3 separate regions of the Sus scrofa genome follow, and all the other regions are linked to region 1. A link is a contact called in public HiChIP or PLAC-seq data. All regions are on one chromosome and are shown on one strand. Each heading gives the region's core, a stretch centred on a gene start, on an enhancer-like site or on the middle of the called end of the contact. The rest is flanking DNA. Distances are from core to core; before and after follow the strand shown. Region 1 holds the start of CST7 (cystatin F). Region 2 holds the start of VSX1 (visual system homeobox 1). Region 3 holds the start of ACSS1 (acetyl-coenzyme A synthetase 2-like, mitochondrial).

The links. HiChIP or PLAC-seq counts read pairs in DNA pulled down with a chosen protein or histone mark.
Region 2: a contact with region 1 is called in an H3K27ac HiChIP or PLAC-seq map of alveolar macrophages. The contact joins the promoter of VSX1 here to the promoter of CST7 in region 1. A contact is called at or near these places in 2 of 5 promoter capture datasets (fetal skeletal muscle and liver), 2 of 47 Hi-C or Micro-C datasets (fetal liver and retroperitoneal adipose tissue) and 1 of 2 datasets of contacts at active chromatin or transcription factors (alveolar macrophages).
Region 3: a contact with region 1 is called in an H3K27ac HiChIP or PLAC-seq map of alveolar macrophages. The contact joins the promoter of ACSS1 here to the promoter of CST7 in region 1. A contact is called at or near these places in 2 of 5 promoter capture datasets (fetal skeletal muscle and liver), 4 of 47 Hi-C or Micro-C datasets (epiblast stem cells, fetal liver, liver and 1 more) and 1 of 2 datasets of contacts at active chromatin or transcription factors (alveolar macrophages).

Annotation. Positions count from the first base shown.
Region 1 is chr17:30,756,263-30,760,432 of Sscrofa11.1, forward strand. It overlaps CST7 (cystatin F), which reads left to right and starts at 1,738. Exons shown (of 4, transcript NM_001243310.2): 1 at 1,738-1,831. The coding sequence starts at 1,762.
Region 2 is chr17:30,854,163-30,858,332 of Sscrofa11.1, forward strand. It overlaps VSX1 (visual system homeobox 1), which reads right to left and starts at 1,852. Exons shown (of 5, transcript XM_003359919.3): 1 at 1,429-1,852. The coding sequence starts at 1,852.
Region 3 is chr17:30,837,832-30,842,001 of Sscrofa11.1, forward strand. ACSS1 (acetyl-coenzyme A synthetase 2-like, mitochondrial) reads right to left here and starts at 1,968. Exons shown (of 14, transcript XM_001927113.6): 1 at 1,599-1,968. The coding sequence starts at 1,884.

The DNA.
Region 1 (4,170 bases), core at 488-2,987:
AGGACCAGCCATCATGCCGACGCCCCACTGAGGCCCAGCCAGCAGCCAGATCAAGTCCAGACATGCACCAACATCTTAGGTCATTCCAGCCCTGGCCTGTGGATCTTCCAGGAGAGGGGCATCCCAGACTTGTGGAGTGGCTGTGCCCACATGCGGGCAGCAGCTGGTGCGGGAACTCCACCCCCACCAGCACCAAGATCCTCTAGGACGAGGCCCAGCTGGAAGATTTGCAGAGTCTCTCCCACCCCCGCCATGACCCCCCTAAGAACCACTCTTCCCCAGAGAGGGCAGAGGGCAGCTGAAATCCATCGCCATCACTGCAAATGTGGGGAATGGAGCAGGGGGGCCACCAGCCTGGGAAAAGTCAGACGGGACCAGTTTTTTTCTTGGGTCGTGGCGCCACCGTGTGGACAAAGTCTGCTCGCCACCCAGCCCAGAAGAGGGTGTTTTGCCCCACCATTCAGACCACCACCACCATGGATTTTAGAAAATAAAGTAAAAGGCAAAAGATTTATGCGATCTGAAGAGGAAGATAATATAAGAAAGGGAATATAGGAGTTCCCGTCGTGGCGCAGTGGTTAACGAATCCAACTAGGAACCATGAGGTTGCGGGTTCGGTCCCTGCCCTTGCTCAGTGGGTTAACGATCCGGCGTTGCTGTGAGCTGTGGTGTAGGTTGCAGACGCGGCTCTGGTGCAGGCCGGTGGCTACAGCTCCGATTGGACCCCTAGCCTGGGAATCTCCACATGCCGCAGGAGCATCTCTAGAAAAGGCAAAAAGACCAAAAAAAAGAAAGAAAGAAAAGAAAAAGCACACGCAGAACACAAGGGTCAGAAGCCCATCGGATAATCCTCTGCCGGGGCAACTGGAGCTCATGTTTCTTCTGTACATTGTTTAGATGCATACGAGTCATACACACACACACCCAGGCTCCTCCAGAGGTCCCACATGCTGCTCTGCAAGGCTCCACGTGCCTTTGCTGACAGTCCTGCTAGATGATGTGTCAGCACACTTGGGCCACCCTCAGAGTCCCCATGGCCAAGCTGGCATCTGCAAGCAGGCCAGTGCCTGTGTGGCTGGCACAGACTGCTCCAGGTTCAGGGCCCTGGGCCTGGGAGGCTGGGGGGTGGCGGGGTGGAGGTGGTGACGGTGGGTATGACCATGGCCACAGTGCTGGGCCTGGGCCACAGCTCTGCAGAGCTCCGCACAACTTCTCATCCCCTTGTGCCTTAGTTTCCTGGACTCACACAATGTTGTAATTCCCTACACGATGGTGGGGGATTAAAGAAACAGCGAGAAAAGTGCCCGGCATACAGTTAAGTGCTGTCAACACACCCTCTCACTATCACCACCCGTTCATACCACCAAGACAATCTCCTGCAGGGGGCCACTCGGACCCCAGAATCTGGGCCTAGGGAGCTCACCCTTTTCACCTTTTAGAGAAGGAACCCCCAGTACTTGTGCTTCCTAAAATCCCTGCTCATTTTTCTGCTATAATGTCTCTTCCATGTGTTCTAAGGGTAGAAAATCGCAGGGTTTGCTCATAGCTCTCACCTCTTCCTCCTGCCCTGCAAATAATTGCTGTTTGGAAACTTTTACAAAGGAAGCGGTTTACTTTGTAGCCAAGGGATGTGGAGGTGAAGAGCTTCTGGCCAAAACGACTCAACAAAAAACCACTATCCCCCACCCCCTTGGCAGGCGGTTCATTGGGCGGGGCTCCCCCACCACCTCGCGCCCAGCACACACCGCCCTGGGCACAGCCATGCGTCCTGCCAGGGTGCTGCTGGCCGTCTGCACCCTGGTCCTGGTTGCCACCGGGGGCCCTTCACAAGGTAAGAGGGGGTCTCCCGCTGCCTGGGTGCCGTGAGCTTACCCCCAACCCTCCCCCATTCCTGAGGCACATTAGGTTCCATGGGACCCCACAACAGCTGCCTTTGTGGGGAGCAGCCTTGGGGGAGACTGGGGACCTGGGGACCAGGGAAATATCTTCTGCCCCCTGCTATTCTTGGGGCCTGTGGGGGTCCTGAGAACCATCCAGCAGCAGCAGAGGGAGGGACCCCGTGGCCCCTCCACAGCTATAGAACACAGGGTAGCGGTCAGGCCGATTCTATTTGATGGCGCATCCTTCCTGCCTCCGCTGCTGTCCTGTCACTTGGCTCACAGGGATCCTAAGCCTTCATCTTTCCCACCAGGCCGGCGCTGGGGGTTGGGGCTGGGGGAGGAAGGAAGCTGCCACCTGTGGGCCAGGAAATGAGGCACAGAGAGGTTAGGTGACTTGCCCAGTCACACAGCCCATGAGGACCTGCCCTCACATGCACTAGGAAGCTGGTGCCTGGCACTGAAGTGACCAGCGGAAGGGGGAGGGGCCAAGCGGCAGTTGGTATCTATCTTACTCCCTTGTCAAAGGGGGCTGGAGCCTGGCCACAGGCTATAGGTGGGGAGCGCCGAGGCAGGACCAGTGACCTGGGACACCGAGGGTAGGTGACCCAGCCTCGGGCCTTGTCTGTGGCGCAAGTGGCTTGGAGGCCCGTCCGGTGGTCAAGCAGAGACAGCAGCTCTGCTGGGCCCAAGTCTGCCCCCACCTCCGCCCTCCTCTTGAGAGCGGGTTCCAGAGCCTTCCTTGGGGGCAGGGAATAGGGGCCGCTGTGTCACCACCTGGCCTATCCACCCCTGGTGCTAAACCGCACTGACCTGCATGTGGGGCCCAGCAGCCTCCGTCCCTGCCCATCAGAACCTAGGAAATTGCTACATCGATTTCTTCAGCCTTTGCCTTCGGTTGAAAATGGAAAGCCCTTCTTCCTCAACCTGACCAGGAAGCCCCCCAGCCAGGCTCACACGGCCCATCTTCCCACCACAGGCCACCTGGGCACGACCTGGGTCCAGCACCATCGGTCACCAAAGGCAGGAGCTGGGAGCGTCCAGCGACCACTGACCACAGGGGAGGTCTTGGCATGGGGGCCACTGACCCCCCTCTGCATTTGGAGACTTTTCCCAGCATGGACCCATTTGACCCCAAAGCTCCCACTGCAGCCATTCTGCCTATTTGATCTTTGATGATCATGACACTAGTGCATGTTCTTTGTGGGCCAGTGCCATCATCACCCTGTTACACAGATGAGAAGGCTCAGAGAGGCCAAGCAGTTTCACCGAGATGGCACAGCCACTGAGAGACAGAGCTGGGATGCAGACTCGGGGCATGTCCCAGTGGGTTAAGGCCAGGATGAACCAGCATTCTGTTCGTGCCAGGGGACACATGTGCCCTAGAAATGATGGGCTACTCACTACTACTACTACTACTCACTACACCAGGCCCTGGGCACTGCCTCCTGGTCTGAGCGCCAGGACCCTGCCCACAACAAGGGCTCTTTGATGCTGGCGCAGAAGCAGCTGCCACTCCCTGCCAAGTAAACCACCGGGGACATGGGGCCTCCAGCAAGGACATCACCATTCTGTTCCTGGGAACCCTGTTTCCCCCTCAGATCCCCCCACCTCCCAGCCACACATAACTCTCCTGAAAGAGGAAGGAGTGGGGGCCCCCAGCTGGCCCTGAGCTCCCACAGCCATCAGGGAGGGGCCATGCAGGCAGGGCCAGGACTCTCCACAGGGCCTAGTGCCTCCAGCTCAGCACAGGGACACCGGCCAGACCCTAGTGCCCTTCTGCCAGCGTGCATCCCAACTCTCCCAGCTTTTTAGAAAAGCACACTCAGAGGCATCCACCAAAACCTGCTCCTGGAGCTTTCCCGGCAACTCGTTAGGAAGCTGTCCACTTCTAGGAACTGTACCGTGTCTGGTGGCAACTCAAGGGCAGACCACACCCTCCTAAACCTGCAGAGAAACCCTTAACTTTTTTTTTTTTTTTTTTTTTTTTTTTTTTTGGTCTTTTAAGGGCCACACCCGCAGCATATGAAGTTCCCAGGCTAGGGGTTGAATTGGAGCTGTAGCTGCCAGCCTATGCCACAGCTACAGCAACGCCAGATCCTTAACCCACTAAGTGGGGCCAGGTATCGAACCCACGGCCTAGTGGATACTAGTTGAGTTCATGACCGCTGAGCTACAACAGGAACTCCCTGAAACAGTTAACTTGCTACAGCCCATACTTCTGCTAACAGTGTCCCCAAGCTCCTGTGTCACCAGCTCAACCGTGGATCTAATGTGAACCCACAGACATTCC
Region 2 (4,170 bases), core at 602-3,101, 98 kb after region 1:
GCCCATCTGAATTGAGACCTGCTGTAAATGTGAAATATTTGGTGTATTTTGAAGATCTAATACCCCCAAATAAACTATTAACAATTTTTATATTGATTACATGTATAATAATATTTTCTGTGTATTGAATTAAATAAAATACAGTATTTAGGTTTGTTTCACCTATTTATTTCTCCTTTTCCAGGTAGGTTTGAGAAATTTTCATTACTCTTGAAGTCACATGTTTCTACTGGACAGTGTTGGTCTTGATCTTGCAGAAATGCCCTCATAGACTAGGATGTGGTGGCATTTTGCCTTCAGCTTTGTCAGTATTCACAGAGAAAGAACCCACCCTATGAAGGTGGTCTCTGCATTTCTAGTGAAACAACTACTAGAGGGCTTCATTTTATCTTACCTAGAGACTCATGAAATAAAGTCCATTCATTTTTTACCTTTATTTTTATTTTTACCTTCTCATCTGGGGTACATGAAAGTTCCCAGGCTAGGGCTTGTATCATAGCCGCCGCAACATCAGATCCCAGCAGCACCTGAGACCTACACTGAAGCTTGTGGCAGAGCGCTGGATTCTTAACCCACTGAGTGAGGCCAGGGATGGAACCCCCATTCTCACAGAGACAACCATCGGTTTTTAACCCACTGAAGAGACAGCAGGAACTCTCATAACGTGAAAGCTGGCCTGCCTCTGATCCAATCTGCTTCCTCTAGACATCGATAGAGAGCCATGTAAACCTGCCTTGGCTGAGGGATGCTCAGCTCTGGGGTCTATACAAAGTTTATGTGCGCCCACCTTTTCGCTGGTAATTCTTAGTTCTCTCCCCCCTCCCGCCCCAAATCTCTCTATTTCATGGCCGTGTCTTTATAGAGTTCCACTGCTCCCTTCTCTTCTCCACTATCCTCCCTGACTTCTCTGAGGAGCCCGGCACTGCTGCCATAGACCGAGGAGCTTGTTTCTCCTGAGCCAGAGGGGCAGAGAAGCGCGGGACCCCCACGCCTATTTCAACTCTAGGAGGACAGTTCCAGGCCTCCACCTCGTGCTCTTCAAAGGCCAGTCAATGAGTCCATCAATTCAGGGAATGCTCAAGCGCTGGTTGGTACTGGGTTCGGTGTGCTGACAAACCAGGCGGGCCCAGGCCTCCCAACCTCCGCTGTTCCCTGATCCTCGCGGGGAACACTCCCCCACCCCCAAGACCCCAGGGCAGATTCGCACCGGGTTGTAGGGGTGTGTGCAGGGCGGCGGCGACCAGGCCCAGAGGAGAGGCAGGGATGTGGGCAAAGCCAAGGGCAGAGGGTGCTCCCTGGCGGGGCCACTCTGGGGTCCCGACTTCCCTGGATCTGGGGAGATGAGGTGGGGCTCGGCGGGGTGCTGAGTGTCACCCTGCGCACCACGCCGAGGCAAGGGGCAGGAGCGGCACGGACTGGCCTCATTACCGGACGTCGAGACGCTCTCGCTGCGCTTCTGACGGATGCTCGTGGGCGGTGAGCGGCCGAGGACGTGCGGGGCGGGGGGCTCAGGCCCCTCGGGCGGCAGGAACGGCACATCGGCTAGAAGCAGGCAGGGCGCCCCGGCAGCCGCAGGGGGCTGCGCACCGAAGCTGCAGAGGAGGCCGAATCCCAGCGGGAGGGCCCCGCGCGCCAAGCCAGAGTCCCCGAGCCCTGGACCGGCGCAGGGGGCAGCCGCGGGGCCTTCGCAGCAGGATCCCGGCCCAGGGCCTGCAGGTGCAGGCAGCTCGGCCTCCAGGCCCAGCAAGTCAGTGATGGCGAAGCCCCGGGGGCGCGAGCCAGTGGGCGGGCCTCCGGGCACCAGCGCCCTGCTCCTGGCACACCCGTCGGAAAGCGCGTCCCGGCCAGTCATGGCTTACTGGGCGGCGGGGCTGAACTCTCTCGGTCACCTTTGCGGAGGGGGCGCAGTTCTGAGGACGCTTTATACAGTCAGGAGCCAGGAGGGCTCCAATCAGCGGGGTGCGGGCGCGTCACGCCTCGGACCCCGCGAGATGGGGACGCCACCAGTTCCCCTCCCTTCGGTCGCCGCCCTCCCAGCTGCAGTCCCGTCAATCGGCCCCCATCCCTCTCCCCTCTCCTTTCCAATTGTCCCTCTGCCCACCCTGTTCTTGGTGGGAGGAAAATAGAGAGGGGAGGACCGGCTCTCTGGCCATCTCTCTAAGAGCCGCAGGTTCCAGATCCCGGCGTGGTCTTCTCTCCCCTTCTCGGCTCTCGGGTGGAGGCCCCTGCTTGCAGCTGCCCTGGAGCCTCCCTGCCCCCATCCAGTCACTCGTTAAGACCTAGGGCCTATTCCCTGCCGCTCTTTGACTACTATCACTAAGACCCCCGCCAGCCCTCCAACACTACCGTCACCGCGGACAAGACCTTCCTCGAAATTCCCAAGGGGAAAGGAGTGGAAAACGTTTATTTAATCAGTGCCCACTCCACCTCCAGCCATTGGCGGAGGCTGGCCATCGGCGCCATCGGGCCATCAGCTTGTCGCAAAATTCACTGGAGCTGGAGAAGGAATAGGAAACAGAGGCTGGGGCAGATGGACCCCGCCGGAACTGCGGGGAAGGGCGCCACGTTTAGCAAACTAAATTCCAGGAGGTGCAGTGAAATCACAATTTCAGATGAAGTCACTTTAGAAATATGTATAAGAACGTATCTGTATTTTATCTGGCGACTCCTAAATGGGGAGAGTAAATTGGAAAATTGGGCCTGTGTACTGAGACCCATCCCACTTCACGGAGGCTAACAAATTATTGTTTCATGATTATTCAAAGAAAGCCTGATTTTCATGTGAAATGCCCGTGTTTGTTCAAGATGCAAAACGAAGCACGTGGGTAAAATTCTCCTGGCTCACACGCCAAAAAGTTGAGCCCACCCAACCAGATTCGCTGGGAGCCCTGAGCCCACCCTTCTCAAACAAGGAAGGAGGGAAGCAAAACCTGTCATTCCCACCCTGAGGGCGAGCAGCCGGCGGCCGCCCAGCGAGGGACGCAGCAGCTCTCCCAGCGCCCCGCGGACGCCTCTCGGGTCTCTGCGCGCCTCCGAGGCCGAGGGGAAACCCGAGCAAAGGGGATCTCCCGCTGGCCACGCCTGGGGCTGGATCCTCTGCAAACCCAAGGATTAAACCAGGGGCTTCCGATAAAGATAATTACAAGAGGCTGCGCATTAACTTTTCATTATTAAAAGAAGACCCAAATCTCTCCTCGCAAGCTGTTCCCTGGATTAACAAAACAATAACTTTCCTTTGGGATAATTGTCCTTTGAGTCGCTCCGGGTCGGGGGCAGCTTTAGAAGCCGGCGTCCTTTTTGGCTCCGCCAGGAATTTCTCCCCAAATTTATCTCTGGGTTTAGGGAAAGGTGTTGAGTGTACAGAACCCAGCCAAAATGCTCTGGCTCTTGGCCCGGCAAAGCAGTAGTTTGTGAATCAGAATTTGGGGCCGCAGTTAAGGATGACATTTAAGATGCACATATTTACAGACTGTGCTGGGGAGCTGGTGGGACAAACACACCTAAAGGTGGCCCCGCCCGGGGCATTGGCAGGATCGGGTCTCAGAGGCAGATGTGTGCTCGCGGTGTCTGCTGCTAGGACAGCCGAAGGCTCCCCCTCGCCTGGGCCCAGGATTCCAAGTCTCTGAACACAGCCTCTGCCAGGGGAGGCCTCGAGTAGATGGCCATAGACCCAGAGGTACCGAAAGGCCATCCAGGAGGAGCCCAACTTCAGCCACCCCACATGGTGACCACCACTCAGGGCCAACAGCACACGGGTTTCCAACTCCTTCGGAAGTATATTACAAAACCCATTTTGCAGATGAGAGAAAATGAGGTGTATTAACCCGCTCGCATCTAATATGAGAGAAAAACCGGGAGAGCGAAGCAGAAAGAGACCCGAGGGAGACCCAGGGTTGGGGCTGTAATGGGACCTTGCAATTTCTGGACAGGAGAGTCACTGCCGCCTCCTCCGGCCCCACTTGGAGGAAGGAGCCCTAGGGAGGGACCAGAGTGTGGGGAGAACGGAACTTTGGGAGCTTTCTTTTCCGCGGCAAGGCAGCGCTGGGAGTGCGGCGCTGGAGGGCACTCACTTCCCCCACCCACGTTAATCCGCACCCCACTCCCACCCCCAGCTGCCGCGGAGGATCGCGGGTCCACTCGCGCCCCCACCCCAGTGGATTGGCTCAGCGG
Region 3 (4,170 bases), core at 718-3,217, 82 kb after region 1:
TTGGGGTAAGAACACAGCTGAAAAGCTCTTTTGCTATGTGACAGCTTTCTGAAGCTCAGTTGCTAAGGGAGCCATAGGGAGAAATAAGTGTAGGAAAAAAGGTGGAAGAGTTGAGCACTGACCACATCTTGGACCTGACCCTGACAGAGTGAGGCTCATGAGGTTCTGCCTGCCTGTCCCATGAGACCCGTCCCCAGTCTTATCTGAGCATGAGAGGTAGCAAGTGCTCAGGAGCCAACCTTGAATGTCCCAGCAGCCTCAGTCTCCCAAGTCCAAGGCAGCTTCCAAAGCAACTGCAGCCTCCTGCCCCTGCCTCTGCACGTATCTCTCCCCATCCAGGGCGCGTTCCTCCAACCCTGCACATCCAAGGGTTTGGGGGTTTTCCCACTAGTTCAAGGACACTTGCTGCTGACTCAGTTTTAGAGAAAACGCTTATCTACTAAGTGAGTCATTTTGATTAAACCAGTAAAACAATACACAATATGAAAAAAAAATCTGGTCCAAAGTTCTCTTAAGTGTCTCTGTTTGAAAAATAACTGAAAGATACTAGCTATTATTTTACGGCTATTTCTGAATTTTATGAGTTAAAATTACTACTATTTATTAATCGCCAATAAGTGCTGGGACCGGTCCATACTTCTGCGTACTTTGTCCTTACAACCAGCCCCTTCAGGTGGGCATTACCACCCCCAGTCTACCCAGGAGGAGACTGAGGCTCAGAGGTACAGAGCAACTGGGCCAGTAGATGGTGGAGCCTGGGAGACTCAGACCCCCACTTCCCAATTCAGGCCTTGGTCATGAAGACCTACAGTTCCTTTCCTCAAACAACCCAGACCCCACTTACCTTTCCCCGTTCCCCTCTGACCACCCTGCCCGGCTGCCCACACCCAGGCCAGACCTTGCCAGGCTGGCCGCAGCCTTAGTTCCCGGGCCTTCTCCCCTAGCTGGGCTGGGGAAGGGGTTACTCTCCCCTCTACCCGATCCCAAATCCTGACAGCGCGTGGCGGGATTCAGTCTCTGCAGAGACCCGAGGACTGACGGGCAGTGGAGCTGGTTTCTGGGGTCCCAAACGCACCGGGACTAAAGCCAGCGCCGTGGGTCTTCCGGGCGAAGGTGAAACTGAGAACTGGGAGGCCCCACCACTGCTTCCTTCCCGGCTGCGAGCCGATTCCGGCTACGGGTCGATTCTGGCTACTGGCGGGGCTCTCCTCCTCGGCCACCCGCCACAGCTCGATTTGTTTACACGGGCAGGGCTGCTCCCCAAGCGAGTCGCCGGCCCGCACCTGGCGGTGGCAACAGCCAAAAGCTTCTCGGTGCTATCTCCCGCCGGGACGGGAGCAGGAAGTCCGGCTCCGGGGTCCCCGCGCCCTCCACCCCCGCTCGGCGCAGGCGTCTCACTGCCTCCCGCGGGCGCGCACGGCATGGGGCGCCGGGACCCCGTTCAACGTGGGGGGTGCCGGCCGGGTGGCAGGGGAGTGGGCCGGGCTGGGCCGGTGGGTGGGGGCGGGGTGACGGCGCCGCACGCCCGAACGCTGAGGAGGGGGCGAGTGCGGCAGCCGTCGCCGAGCTCGGGCGCCAGGGTCCCCGAGCCCACTCACCGGACACATTTAACTGGCCTCCCAGGAACCAGCCGATCTTGCCGCTGCGGAAGTCGCAGTCGCTCACCGTGTGGTAGGGGGTGTCCCACACGAGCACGTCCTTCGCCAGCGGCCCCCAGAAGGCGGCCGGCTCGCGCGCGGCCAGCGCGATCCGCTCCTGATAAGAGCCGGGCGGCGCGGCGGGGGCGCTGCTCCAGAGACGGGGGACCCCGGGGCCCCGAGCCCCCACCCCGCGAAGGCCGCCCAGGAGCCGCCCGACGCCGCAGCCCAAGCAACGGGCAGCCATCGCGCCTCAGAGCCCCTCGCGGCTGTGGCGACCCAGCCCTCGCGCGCCCGCGCCCCGCTTCGGCCCCGCCCCGCCTCCCGCCCCGCCCCGCCCCCCGCCCCTCCTGTCTGAAGCTGCCTCCCGACACTCCCCGCCCCCGCTCCGCCTCTGACCACCGCCCCCCCCTCCGCCCTGCCCTGTCCCACCCCTCTTCACCCCACGCAGAGCTGGGCTGCGAAGGGAGGTGGAGCCCCTGTGGAAGTGGAGTTGGGAGCGCGGCGGCGGAGGGGGTCCCCTGCCGGGCTGCCGGGGTTTCAGTTGATGCGTCCCCGACGAGTTCCGACGGCTGCGCCGTTTTGTCAACCGCAGATCTGCGCGGGCAATGCAGGCTCTCCTGGGAGCTGGAAACCGTCGCGGGTGGGAGGGAGCCGGCACAGATGTTAGTGACCCGCGGAGCGAGGCGCACAAGTTGCTCCAAGGACCACTCGTCAGGTTTGGTCGGTTCAGCATCTCAGAGGCTGAGAGCAAAGTGTTCATCCCTTTGTGGGGCCTCGAGATTGAATGCTTGAGCGGCCTGGGTGGCCTGTACGCCTTCCCCCAAAACATACACAAGTAGTCCCCGTGGGCTAAGTGGGCTGGTCAGGGGTCCTCGGACCAGGAGACTGTAAGACCTTGGGTCTGGGATCTGGTGCTTTTATACAGCAGAGAAGCAAACATTCCACCAGCCATGATTGATTTGGAACCGTGGGAGTTCTCAAGCGCAGCTCCAGCATCTGTGGCCTGAGGTCAAAATCTGAAGTTTCTAGCTCTGTATCCCGGGACCAGTTCCTTAACCCCTCTGTGCCTACACCGACTCCACTACTGAGTTCCCTGGTTACCCCTTCCAGGCTGCACATTTCAGACGCCGACTCGTTTATTCTTTAAGCAGCCCTGGGGAGGTAAACAAAAGTAATGTCTCCCTGGGGGGAGGAGGGTCTCCCAGGGGACCCAGTAGTGAAGGCTGTGTTCCTGTTGTCAAGCTGGGAAAGATAGTGGGAAACCCACAGAAACTTGTGGCAACTAGACTCTTAAATATTACAACAAGCACACAAAGTAAACATGTAATGTAAACAGAAGGGAGAGGGGATTTTTGAAAACTGGTTGGTCGAGTGCTTTGGGTTTAGCATAGATCCCTTCCTGTTAGCAGTAGGAGGTATTTGTGCTGTCAGTCAGCCCCAGCACGTGTGCCTGTGTGCCTGTGTGTGTGTGTGTGTGTGTGTGTGCTCACCCTCCTGCTACTGCTTTTTAAGGCTGGGAAACCAGTGATAACAGCTAGCACTAGACATGGGTCCTGCTCTGTGCTGAGCATTTACTTGCAATTTTTACTTAATTTAAAAATTATCTGGTTCTGGACTTTCCGTGTGGCTCACGACATAACTATTCAGCATTGCTTCTACAGTGGCTGTGGCTCAACCCCTGGCTCAGGAACTTCCATATGCCACAGGTGCTTTAAAAAAAAAATTATCTAGTGCTATCAAGTGCTGCCAACTCTCAACTCTCAAGTGGAACAAGGGACTCACTGAGCAGAGAGAAATAAACAGAATTGCTAAAAAGCACGTGGTGCCAGCACACCCACTCCCACCTCAATATCCCCCTCACTTGGCCTAAATCATCATTTTAAATAGATTAAGTAAATTGCAACAGAGAAAGACCTTAACTGTGGCCCAGGGGTGGGGGGAGTTGTCCCCAAAGATGGCCGCTAACACTTCACTCCCTGATGTAAGAGGCTCCCCTACAAGAAGAGTCTGTGTCCCCCACAAGTGGGCAAGCACTGCCATTCCCACTGTCCCAGGTCCAGACCCCACAAGATCACAGCTGCAGCCCCTGTGCTCTTGGAACCCAGCCCCATGCTGGAAGTGTCGAGCCTTCTGGAGGAAGAGATTCTTGGAGAGAACAATGGAAAAAGTACATAGAACTGACAATACTTTAAAATAAAGGAGCACAAAGCTGGCATTTCCTTCAAGTTGGATAAAGAGAGGTGATTGTGTGTTCAGAAAACTGCGGAACCATCCAAGTGGCACAGAATTGCACTTCCTAAAGCCCAAGCTACCCAAGCTGAGGCCACTGAAGCCAAGGCCACCAGCTGCCTCCTAGAAGCCACCTTCTGGGAACTACAGCAGGTGGAGCCACACTGCACCACGCGTTTGGCCACGACCATGGCCAGAGAGCTGCTTCCCACCGGTCCTCCCGTTCTGAGGGAGCTGCTGCTGGCCAGGCAGTGCTGGTCATGGATGCCTGTGCCTCTAAGATGGGCAGGGTCTTCAGTGT